Regions from separate parts of the Mus musculus genome. Here region 2 is linked to region 1. The links are chromatin contacts, called in public Hi-C maps. All regions are on one chromosome and are shown on one strand. Each heading gives the region's core, a stretch centred on a gene start, on an enhancer-like site or on the middle of the called end of the contact. The rest is flanking DNA. Distances are from core to core; before and after follow the strand shown.

The links. Hi-C and Micro-C count contacts between places; a contact is called where the count stands out from the background.
Region 2: a Hi-C map of rod photoreceptor shows a contact between it and region 1, with 2.4 times the contacts expected there. The contact joins two enhancer-like sites. A contact is called at or near these places in 2 of 39 promoter capture datasets (frontonasal cranial neural crest and macrophages), 1 of 484 Hi-C or Micro-C datasets (rod photoreceptor), 2 of 115 datasets of contacts at active chromatin or transcription factors (both in embryonic stem cells) and 1 of 9 other capture datasets (pancreatic islet).

What each region holds. Positions count from the first base shown.
Region 1 is chr15:35,917,767-35,922,819 of GRCm38.p6, reverse strand. All of the region lies in intron 58 of Vps13b (vacuolar protein sorting 13B), which reads right to left. Among named protein-coding and RNA genes, the nearest start is that of Cox6c, 18 kb to the left of the region's middle. Within about 2 kb of position 2,194, at least 15 of the 459 cell types and tissues checked have an H3K27ac peak or open chromatin away from gene starts, as enhancers often do. A contact at or near this core is called in rod photoreceptor, where this site is marked.
Region 2 is chr15:36,039,248-36,044,300 of GRCm38.p6, reverse strand. Rgs22 (regulator of G-protein signalling 22) reads left to right here. Exons shown (of 28, transcript NM_001195748.1): 20 at 1,028-1,096; 21 at 3,587-3,748. Among named protein-coding and RNA genes, the nearest start is that of Rgs22, 99 kb to the left of the region's middle. Within about 2 kb of position 2,185, at least 6 of the 459 cell types and tissues checked have an H3K27ac peak or open chromatin away from gene starts, as enhancers often do. A contact at or near this core is called in rod photoreceptor, where this site is marked.

The sequences.
Region 1 (5,053 bases), core at 945-3,444:
CTTACTTCCTTGAGACAGGGAGTCCATAGCTTCTGAAGCTTGTGGTTTGGGCTAGGCTGGTGGGCCAATGAGCGCCCAGGATCTATCTGCTTGTCCCTCCCCTTTGTTGGGCTATAGTTAGTAGCTATGCCCTGCTATTTTACAGGGCTACTGGGGATTTCAACTGAGGTCCTTAGGATTCCACGGCAGGCACTCCTATTCACTGACCTAGTTCTCTTCTCCCAACTTAAAACAATTATTTTCTAATAATTCAACATTATCACTGCTAATATTTAATGAAAGTAATTATTGACAGATTATTTTTGTTATGGCTTGCCTATTAAGTGTTTATGAACTGAGCATTGTACAAAGGCCTCCATCCATGTGAGGTCATTTAATCCTTACAATCCTATTAGTAAGGCCAAGAGGTTGAGGGATTTTCCCAAGGCCGCACAACTATTGAGTGGCTGGGCCGGGATTTGAGTCCAAGGAGTTTGAGTTATTTGCTTATGCAGTTTATCAAACAGGTTCCTTGCTAATATTGAAAAAACAGTATTTCTGACTTGATTTGAGGTTTGGCTGTACTCTTGACTTCAGAGTAGCCAGGACACCACTGCCTGCCTCACACACTGCTGTGCTGATTTACCATTGGAGTGAACTGAAGGCAGGTTACAAATGAAAGGCGTCCCTCTGCCACCCATTCATTGTCTAACTTCAGGGGTTATTGAAAAGGTCAGGAAAGGGCTTGTGGGTCCTGACTTCACCACACAGCAGAGGGCTCCTCAACTCAGCAGAGATTGTATTTATAATTCCTGACAGCTCCTTGTTTTCAGACTGACCCTGGCAGGAATAATGCAAATGTACAACCCCTTGGTAGAGATTTTAGTGCATGTCAAATCCCATTATTCCAAATGGCACCAATTCAAAGTCTCTGGGGGTAAAAGGAGATTTCCAGGTCTCCGTTAATGACCTGCTAATTTCAAGCAACACTTCATTGAGCAAAATACACTGAAATAAAAGACTAGTTCCTTCAGATCATATCCAAGGGCATGGCTTTTCACAGGTTGCAGCCACTTGGTTTTTAACAGAGACATTTAAGTTTATGAATTGGCAGATTAGGAATTTGCCAGAGGCGACAGCCTAGGGTAATACTACCCCAGCCTAAAGAAGTGATGGACTGAGGGAGACAACAGCTTCCAGTGGCCCAGTGTGTCTGTGCTCCTAAGCACAGTGTCACGCAGGAGTGCTAGAAAGCAGCCTAGGCAACTGGGCTGTCAGTGGTTGAGAAGAATCCTTCAGCTGAAGGATGGCGGGCTTGTCTGCTCTCCACTTGAACGAGCAACAAGCCCTGGGCTTGGAGTCTTTGTTTCGCAGTGGTTTGTGGAGTGTTTCTGAGTCATTACAGAGGCAAGGGTAGCTTTGACTTCCCGGTCCTTATGTCTGCACCTAAGAGCTCAGGTAAGTAATTGGAAGTACAGCAAATTGTTGCCAATGTTTCTGCTGGGAAGCCCTTTTCCAAGTGTGGCTTTCATGATAGCTGCTATTGACTTGGGTTGGGGGTAGGTGTCTGCCTCATTTAGGATCTTCCTCCATTTCCCTATCATGTGTCAGACCTAACCTATGTAAGGAACATGCCCTTTATAGATGATAATACCCACATGGGGTGCTCGCTTCTGTCCCCTTTAGTGTAAAGAGGTACCTCAGTGAAACTCCCTTGATTTCTGCCTTTTTGTATTTACTGAAGGCTCCAATTGCAGTGGCTTTGATAGACGCACTACTGGGACAGCCAGAAAAGACTCACTCTAAGACAAAGTGGTATATCCTGCCTGTTAGAGAAGGATTCGTCAGGTCACTTGCCTCCAGTCCAGTCCCAGACTACAATGGTACCAGCCACCCTCAGACAGCTCACTGACCACCAGGTGCCATGGGCTCCTGCTTTGTACTAATAATAGTATTGAGAACAGAGGCTCTGAAGATGAACAGCAATCCCATCGTCTGTAAATCTGGCTGGAGGGAGGCAGCTTCTCAGGGCTTTAGGAGGCCAAGTCCCATAACTGTTAAATTACTTACTGTCATGCTCTCTACTCTAAGGCTTTGGGTAGTGGAAACCGATCTCAAGAACTGTCTGTTGGCAACGGGCCTGTGGAGTAGGTGGCCACACGGAGAGTGCTATAATGTGATGAAGTGAGTGGAGGAGGCAGGAGGGCACTGTGGGTGGGGCACACACTGTGGACTGAGCCAGGCCTGAGTGGGGCCTCGCAGCGGTTTCCATGCTCTAAGCTGTGGGAGGCCTGTCCTGAAGAAACAAGGAACTACTGAGTGCTTTCTTCTCCTCTTCTGACTTGCCCTGGAATCAAGGGCACTTGCTACTAATCTATTTTGATGGCAGCTTATCACACAATGCAGGCTTGTTGCTTTTGTTGTTGTTCACAGTAGTGGTATAGGTTTAAGCTAGGACACCATGCTGCTGGGGTATCTACAAGTGAGACCTGCACAGTGCTTGGGGCCAGCTTTTCTTGTCAGAGCAGATAATCAAACCAGGAAGCAATTAAACTTGAATCTGTCAATCTGCAAGTCCCAAATAAAAACCCAACTTCTGGTAGCAGGTTTGATGTCCAAGGGACTCCACAAGTGTACCTCCTCGTTTGCTCTTGATCTAACTAGTATAGGCCTGTTCTGTTGGGATTCTGAAAGCTCCAGCTCCTCCCCTTCCTCCTGGTGTGAAAAATAGAGGTGGACTCAGCACAACAGCATCAGTTCAGCTGGGCAGCAGTTCCCTTGGTGGGTGGAAGAGCCAGGGCTTAGGGGACCGTGGCAGAACTGGGACATGGAGGTAGCCGTCTTTTCCCAGGTAGGCTCTAGGGCACAGAAGTGTGTGTGGCATTCGGGGAAGTGAGGTGGATCTGGCATGTGTAAGCAAAGCCTGTGCCAATTCTGCAGGCCCACAGTTTCCAAACATAAATTAAAGCGCGTGCAAAAGCCCTGGTGGCCTCACAGACTTGGAGCCACATAGCTTGAAGTAGCTACAGAAGTCTTTGGGCTTTCAAGTGCTTCATAACACTCGTGTCCCCAACAGGGCAAAAAGGGGGCGCATTTAGGGGAAACGCATTTCTCCTGCCCTTGGAACTCTCAGTTGTTTACTGTCCTGTTCTGATTGTTTCTAGGTGGGGAGCCCTGAGAGAAGGTGGTATAAAGGTTCTTGCTGGGTAGCCACTAAAATTTAACACCAATACTGTTAATATGGAGAATAAAAAAGGAGGTAAAGTGTTTGGTCAACCAAAGACATGCTATAAATAAATTCTCATTAACAGAGTGCTTATCTAAAGAAAAATCTGTGCAGCTAGAACTGCAGTCCTCACTGTGGGCTTCAATTATTATATAACAACCTCAGTAAGGCACTGAGTTACATGTGGCAATTTTAAATACTTTCTGGGGACCAATTTGAAATGGTGACATTGAAACTTGCTTGTTTCTCTTCTTCCTGGCACACATCTGGTATGTTGGGACCAGGCATTATAGGACAGCTTGTATATTCTGTGACATAGACAGGCTCTTGAACCCTTGGAGGAAAGGAAGTCACTTTACCCCAGCTGGAGCCATTCATTGTAAACTCTGAAAAGTCCAGAAATGTTGGCAGCTCTGGAGGGAGTAGGTATTAGTCTGGATTGGGTCCCGGGGGCCCAAGATGGCTAGTATTAGGGCAACTGAGAGTAGGAGTAGGGAAGACGTTTACCTGGGAGTAGGAGAGGCAGACAGCACATGAAACTATTGCCGTCCTCAGCCCAGTGGAGGTTAGTCAGTAAGACATCACGAAAGCTTTCTACCAGAGGAAGTTAGACAGTGGCCAGAGCTTTTCCTTCTGGGAAGAGTATGGAATCTTGGGGCCAAAAGGGAGTCAGGACAAGGATGGAGACAGCCTGTGACAGTCAGCTCAGATCTCTTAGATAGGTGAAGAAAGCAATCATTTCCAAAGGAAAGGACATTTAAGGCAACAATTTTAGCTTAAAATAATCCAAAGTCTCCAAATAACAAGCTTGTGCCCCCCAAGATAACTTTATTATTATTGATAACTACTTCTGGACAGAGTATCTTCATTGGACTAAACTTCCCCAAGAATGTGCCTGTGGTTGCTCAAATGCTACTCTTGAGTCAGGACAATGTTTAGTCTCTATGATTGCAGAATATAGCACTAATTAGTTTCGACTCTGTGTGTGCCCTGTGGCCCCTACCTGTTCATTGTTTCTAACAACTGTATTATCAGCTCCAGTTTATAAACAAATCCAGGATTAAAGAAGTTAAACACTTACCTAAGGTCACAAAGAATGGACTTGGGAAAAAAAAGAAAGAAAAACACCGAGCGTGGTGGCGCACACCTTTAATCCCAGCACTCGGGAGGCAGAGGCAGGTGGATCTCTGAGTTCGAGGCCAGCCTGGTCTACAAAGTGAGTTCCAGGGCAGCCAGGGCTACACAGAGAAACCCTGTCTCAAAAAACAAAAACAACAACAACAACAACAAAAAACAAACAAAGAAAGGACTTGGATAACCTATCTTGGAGTCCAGGGCCCTGAGGGACACAGTCTACCCACTGCCACACCGTCCTCCCCAAAGCAAGCAAGGGGACTGCTGGTTTACCTACTGGCCCCACTTTCCACTCATTATCAAATGACATACCCCACACCACAAACTGTTAGTGCTTAACTAGTCTCTGGCAAGTCAACCTGCACTTGTAACATTGTACCACTTCCTCCCACAGAGAAGTTCCTCTGTGCTGGTGAGGCTCTGCACTGCACAGACACCAGAACAAGGGAGGAGGAAACCTTTCAGGCTCATCTCTTCCACTCTGGCCTCTACACTTCCACGGTCACTTTGATCTCTACACTACATACTCCCTCAGATGCTAGAAAGGCAGGGTGCCAAGCAGTATAGTTTTAAATTCCTTTGAAAGCAAATAAACAAAAACACCCTTGAAAAATCCTGCTCTGTAAATTTCTAACTCTGAAGTTTTCTTTTTATAGATTTTCCCAAAGCAACTTATTTTCAAACACTTGATCCTTTGCAATACCCATGGAAATC
Region 2 (5,053 bases), core at 936-3,435, 120 kb before region 1:
AATTCTTTGGTGGCCAACATAACAAACTGATTCTAGCAGTCTTCAGCCAAAGGTGCAAAAGCAGCGAGAGTTCTTAATGAAGGATGCTGGCAGGCATTCATGTGCTTAGGAGAGGGGCTGGCATCCCAGCTTTAGTAAAGGTATAGTCAGGGACAGCTCTGGGAATCTAGCAAGAAAGATCAGCTCTCTTTTCCTCCAACCTGTGGCTGTCACAAAGACAAGTGTGGCAAGAAGGCTGGTAGCACAGTTTCCCTTACATGCGTGTACCCGGGGTTCCAGCTGTAACATTGGTTTGATTTATAGACCTGGCCTTTATAGATCAGCTGCTAGGAAGATCTGTTATGGATAATGAAAGAAAGACATAGCATAGATTTGGCAGAGGTAGTACCCTAAAAAAGGGAGATATTATTTATAATCAGAAGCCCCCCCCCCCAAATATAATTGTTCCCTGGTATCCAGAGGACCTATAGAATACGAAAAACCTGAAGATGATTAAATCCCATCAATAAAATGAGGCTGTGTTTGCATATGATTACATATATTTCCCATTATACTTTATATCATCTTTAGCATACTTATAAAATCATAATACACTATAAATGTTAAATGCATCTGGAAAAAATATATATAAGGGGCAAACACCTATACATGCTTGATACAGACTGAGTTTTCTTATTTGGACATTTTGCATCTGAGGTTATTGCATCTATAGAGGAACCCATGTGTGTGGAAGACACCCTTCTGTGTCCCGTGAATCATGGCTCTCTTCACTTACGGGAAATACAAAATGGCTGGACAGCACCAGCTGTCATGCCCTCTATGGCTTCCATTTTGGCATGAGGACAGTTCTACATGCACTCTGTTGCCTACATTCAGAGCAGTGCACTTAGTGATGGTCTCGATGAGGAGCCGCCTGAAACACTGACTGTAGGTCCTTCCTTCCCTATCTAACCTAACCTTTGCCTTGTTTCTTAGCTGTTAAAACACAATTCTGAATATGTTGATAAAATAATTGGTTCTGCTTCAGACACAGATGAAAGACATAGCGGATGAGCTGTTACTGCAGAGGCACGACAGGAAAATTGGAGTTTGGAAGGCAAGTAATTATATTCTTCCTCTTATAAATTCTACTCCCTCAAACAAAGTATTACATGCGCGCGTGCGCGCACACACACACACACACTCACACACACTCACACACACTCACACACACACACACACACACACACACACACACACACACACACACACGTGCTCTCCCCACCCCAGTGGTGCTCCCCGCCCCCGACTTGTCCCTGACCATCATTATCTAAACCTCCTTCTGCAGGCCGGTTGTGGAAGTGTGCCCTGTTCCTCAGAGCTCCTGCCCTCTCAACCATGGAGCATACGGCTGACCTTTAAACGTGTGCTTTTCCCTTGAGGCCCCAGGTTTGGTCCCCAGCACTGGGGACATATATATGTCTATTTAGTCATGAAAGCCTGGGTTTGTCACACGAGCTGTGCTTACAGCACGTGGTCATTTACTTATCAGGAGAGTGGATTATATAGAAAGAACATGTCACAAGAGGCACCAGTGAATTACATCATTCTTATCCCCCCCAACCCCCACCCTTGAACTTCAAATTATAGCTTAGCTTGAAAGCAACTACAGCAACTGTGATTTTGTAGATGATTAAAATCGCTGTAATGGGATGCTTTTGTATAATGGCTTATTGTGCTTTTAGCAAGTATGATGAGCATAGTCCTGTTAGTGAGTCTGCAGGCTCCAGAGGGTTACCCTCTGGGTCATGAAAACTGAGGCCTAGGTGGTTCGTTCAAATTAGAGCAAAGATAAAGGTTTCTCCTAAAGTCAGAGGATGCTTGGGTCTGCCAGGAAGCTCTCTTCCCGGCTGCCTCTTGAAGGGAGGCGATCTTTTGAAAGGTTTGTTTTTGTTATATTTTTATTGAAATACTAAGTATAATGAGCATATATTTTATATTATTATGATCTATATTTTGCATTATTTTCTATTTATTTAAATTACAGGTTTTAGTTAAATGGCTAAGTTTTAGTGTCTTAAGAATCAGGCCTTAAAACAGTCTTTGTTGAGTGGGTTTTAAATAAACATCCCACTTTAATCCATACTTGTTCCTATTTATAGGGTTGTAATCTTAATGCGGAGCAGATGCTAAGAGTCTTAAGTGTTTGTGCAGAGAGCATGGCTCTGCCTTGCTAAGGAGTGACAGGCATCTATGCCTGCGCTTGGGTTAATGGCCACCACTCACCACGGCCTGGTGCTTTTCCCTTTCAGCTGCAGCGCAGGCTACCCCTCTCCAGGCGGAATTCATTACTCTTTCCTCCCTCAAGTTCCTAGGGTACTTCTTGCAAAACTGTGTCCAACATTTGTACTGATGGTCACATGCAGTTCGTTCCAAGAACTTATTTAATGCCTTGTCAGTAATGGCATTTAGTCACTGCTATAATTTATTTGTCCCGCTACAATGGTACTTTGGGAGCACTGTGTCCTTGCATCGTTGCCTACTTAATGACAGTGACTCTGGGGAATCCCAACAGGATTCAAATCTATTTTCAATATATACATTTGGTAAATTTAATAAAACCTATTTGCTTTTTGAAATTAAGAGGGTAAAAGAGGTTGAATATGTGACTTGAATTGAGTAAAATATTTTTTAAAGTTTGCTCCAAAATTGCTACAGTATAAAATAGATGTAGATAAAATATCTTTAAGCATTATTAAAATATCATGGGCACTTGTAGATTTTATGATGTATAAAATAAATCTTCAGTCAGAAGAATTTCATTATTAAGAAGAAAACAAAAATATCCCAGCACTCAAGAATCAGAGGCAGGCGAAGGTGAGGCCAGCCTGGTCTTCATAGTGAGTTCTGGGCCAGCCAGGGCTACAGAATGACGTTCTGTGTCAAAACAATAAAATGATTGTTGGTATCCACGGGTGACGTGGAGTGGTTGAGCACTTGCCTTACATGCGCGAGGCACTGACTTCCATTCCTAACATTGCAACATGAATATGTTAAGAAGCAATATAACTATTCATTTAAAATGGGTTAAAAGCATTCCATATAAAAGCATAATCTTACCAGGATAGAGTTAAAGTAAATCTTCAACTTAAATGATAGAATTGTTGATTTTTCTTAAAACTATTATAATCCAAAGAATAAAAGAAGTAGTAAAAATAATGCAAGCACAATAAATCACAATGTAACAATGTAACAATGTAAATCACCATAAGTCACATTGTAACTATATCTAACAATAGCATCCTGATTATTCTGTTCTCTTTTCTCACTGGCCCCAAACTGTAATGACTATTAAAAATTTTTAACAATATAGTTACATGTAAGTCAGCCAGTAATTTTTCTAAAAGTAATGGGGCCATTGGAGGGGGAGGGGAAAAAGAGAGACAAAAATGCAGAGTCTGAGGGGAAAGCTGTCAAATTCTATTACATCCACAGCACACATTTCAGTAGCCAAATCAAAAAAAAATGGGAGTTGGTGGTTTTAGTTTAATTAAGGACTTGATTGCTACTTTTGGAACATGTCTGATTTCCTGTATTATTTGGACAGCCTGTGGAGAGTAAGTGGATATCTTCATCCTGTGAGATTATTGCTTTCCGTAAAGCATTATTGAATCCAGTCATTGCAAGGCAATTTCAACGGTTTGTGGCCCTGAAAGGAGATTTATTGGAAAATGGAGTTCTTTTTTGGCAAGAAGTACAAAAGTTTAAGGTATTGTATTTGGAACTGGAGAAAATAACTTCTGTTTGAAGAGGTGGTGCCTTAAGCTAGGATGTCGCTATCTCTAGCTAATGGAATTGTGTAATACACCCACCCCCATACTGCCAACCTCCTTCATGCTAATATCTGAACACTGATGTGCTTATTGTCCTGTAAGGCCCCCACATTTAAGACCCCCGAAACTGGGGAGACCTCCGCTCAAGTCCCAGAATGAGCTGGTACCTCAATAACTCGAGAGAAAACCACACCTGATGCAAAACCACTGCACAGGGCAGGGGAGTTCGACCCAGAGCAGTATCAGTAGGGGGCTTTTAAAGGAAAGAGTGAGGAATTGGGAGGATTTGGGAGGAGTTTGGCTACAGTTCTTCTGTGGCGGGTGGCCTTGGTAAAATTACAAGGCATGAGGAGTGGGGAGTGAGTTGTAGCTCTTCTTTGTGGAGTTTATCTCCGTGTCCTTGGCACAGGGAGCCAGGCAAGCACCTGGCTAGGTCTTTTTACAATTATTGCATCTCTGGTTGTAAGGTATAGAAACAAAAAGGCTTTTTGCTGGCTATAGAGAACAAAGAGCTTCTTTCTGGTTGTATTTTTAGAGGTCAGGGAAAACAAGCTTGGGGGAAACGCTTTAAGTTGGGATCTCACAGTCCATTGTCTAGACATACTTCTTCTGTATAATGATGATTAAGAGTAAGGCCCTCAAATGATAGTATTTGTGTTTTTGAGACAAGAACTTGCAGTATGGTTTGGCGAGTACATTTCTGGAGAGTGTTTCCATCCATGCATCTGTAAATTCATCACATACATTTTCCCTGGAAACTTCCATAATTGGTATATCCATATAAGAAAGACCTTTCTACAAGAATCCTTTCTAATCAAGTGTACCATGATAACCATGACACCAAATTACAGGTGTTGAAATCCAGTGAAAGAGACAAGGGAGGCTCTTCTGTTAAAGAGTGACCACATTCACAGCCAAAGAAGTACAAGGTAGACTTAGGTGCAGAAGCAGCTGATTCTCAGGCTTATGTCTTCATGGAACCATGTAGAGACTTTGCCTTGAATATGAGGTGATGTTCTTGGTTTTGCTGTCTAGACATGCCTAAGAGATATCTAGCCCATGCCTGAATGCTTCCAGGGGAGGGGCTTGTTTCCAGGCAATCAGCTTATGCTCTCTTATTGCAAAAGTACAGGAAGAGAACAAATTCAGTTGAGAGGATAATAATTTCTGTTGGCTCATAATTTAAGTGTGTCCTTTTTTTATTTTGAAGTTCTGAGCAAAATCACCCATTTTTTAAAATA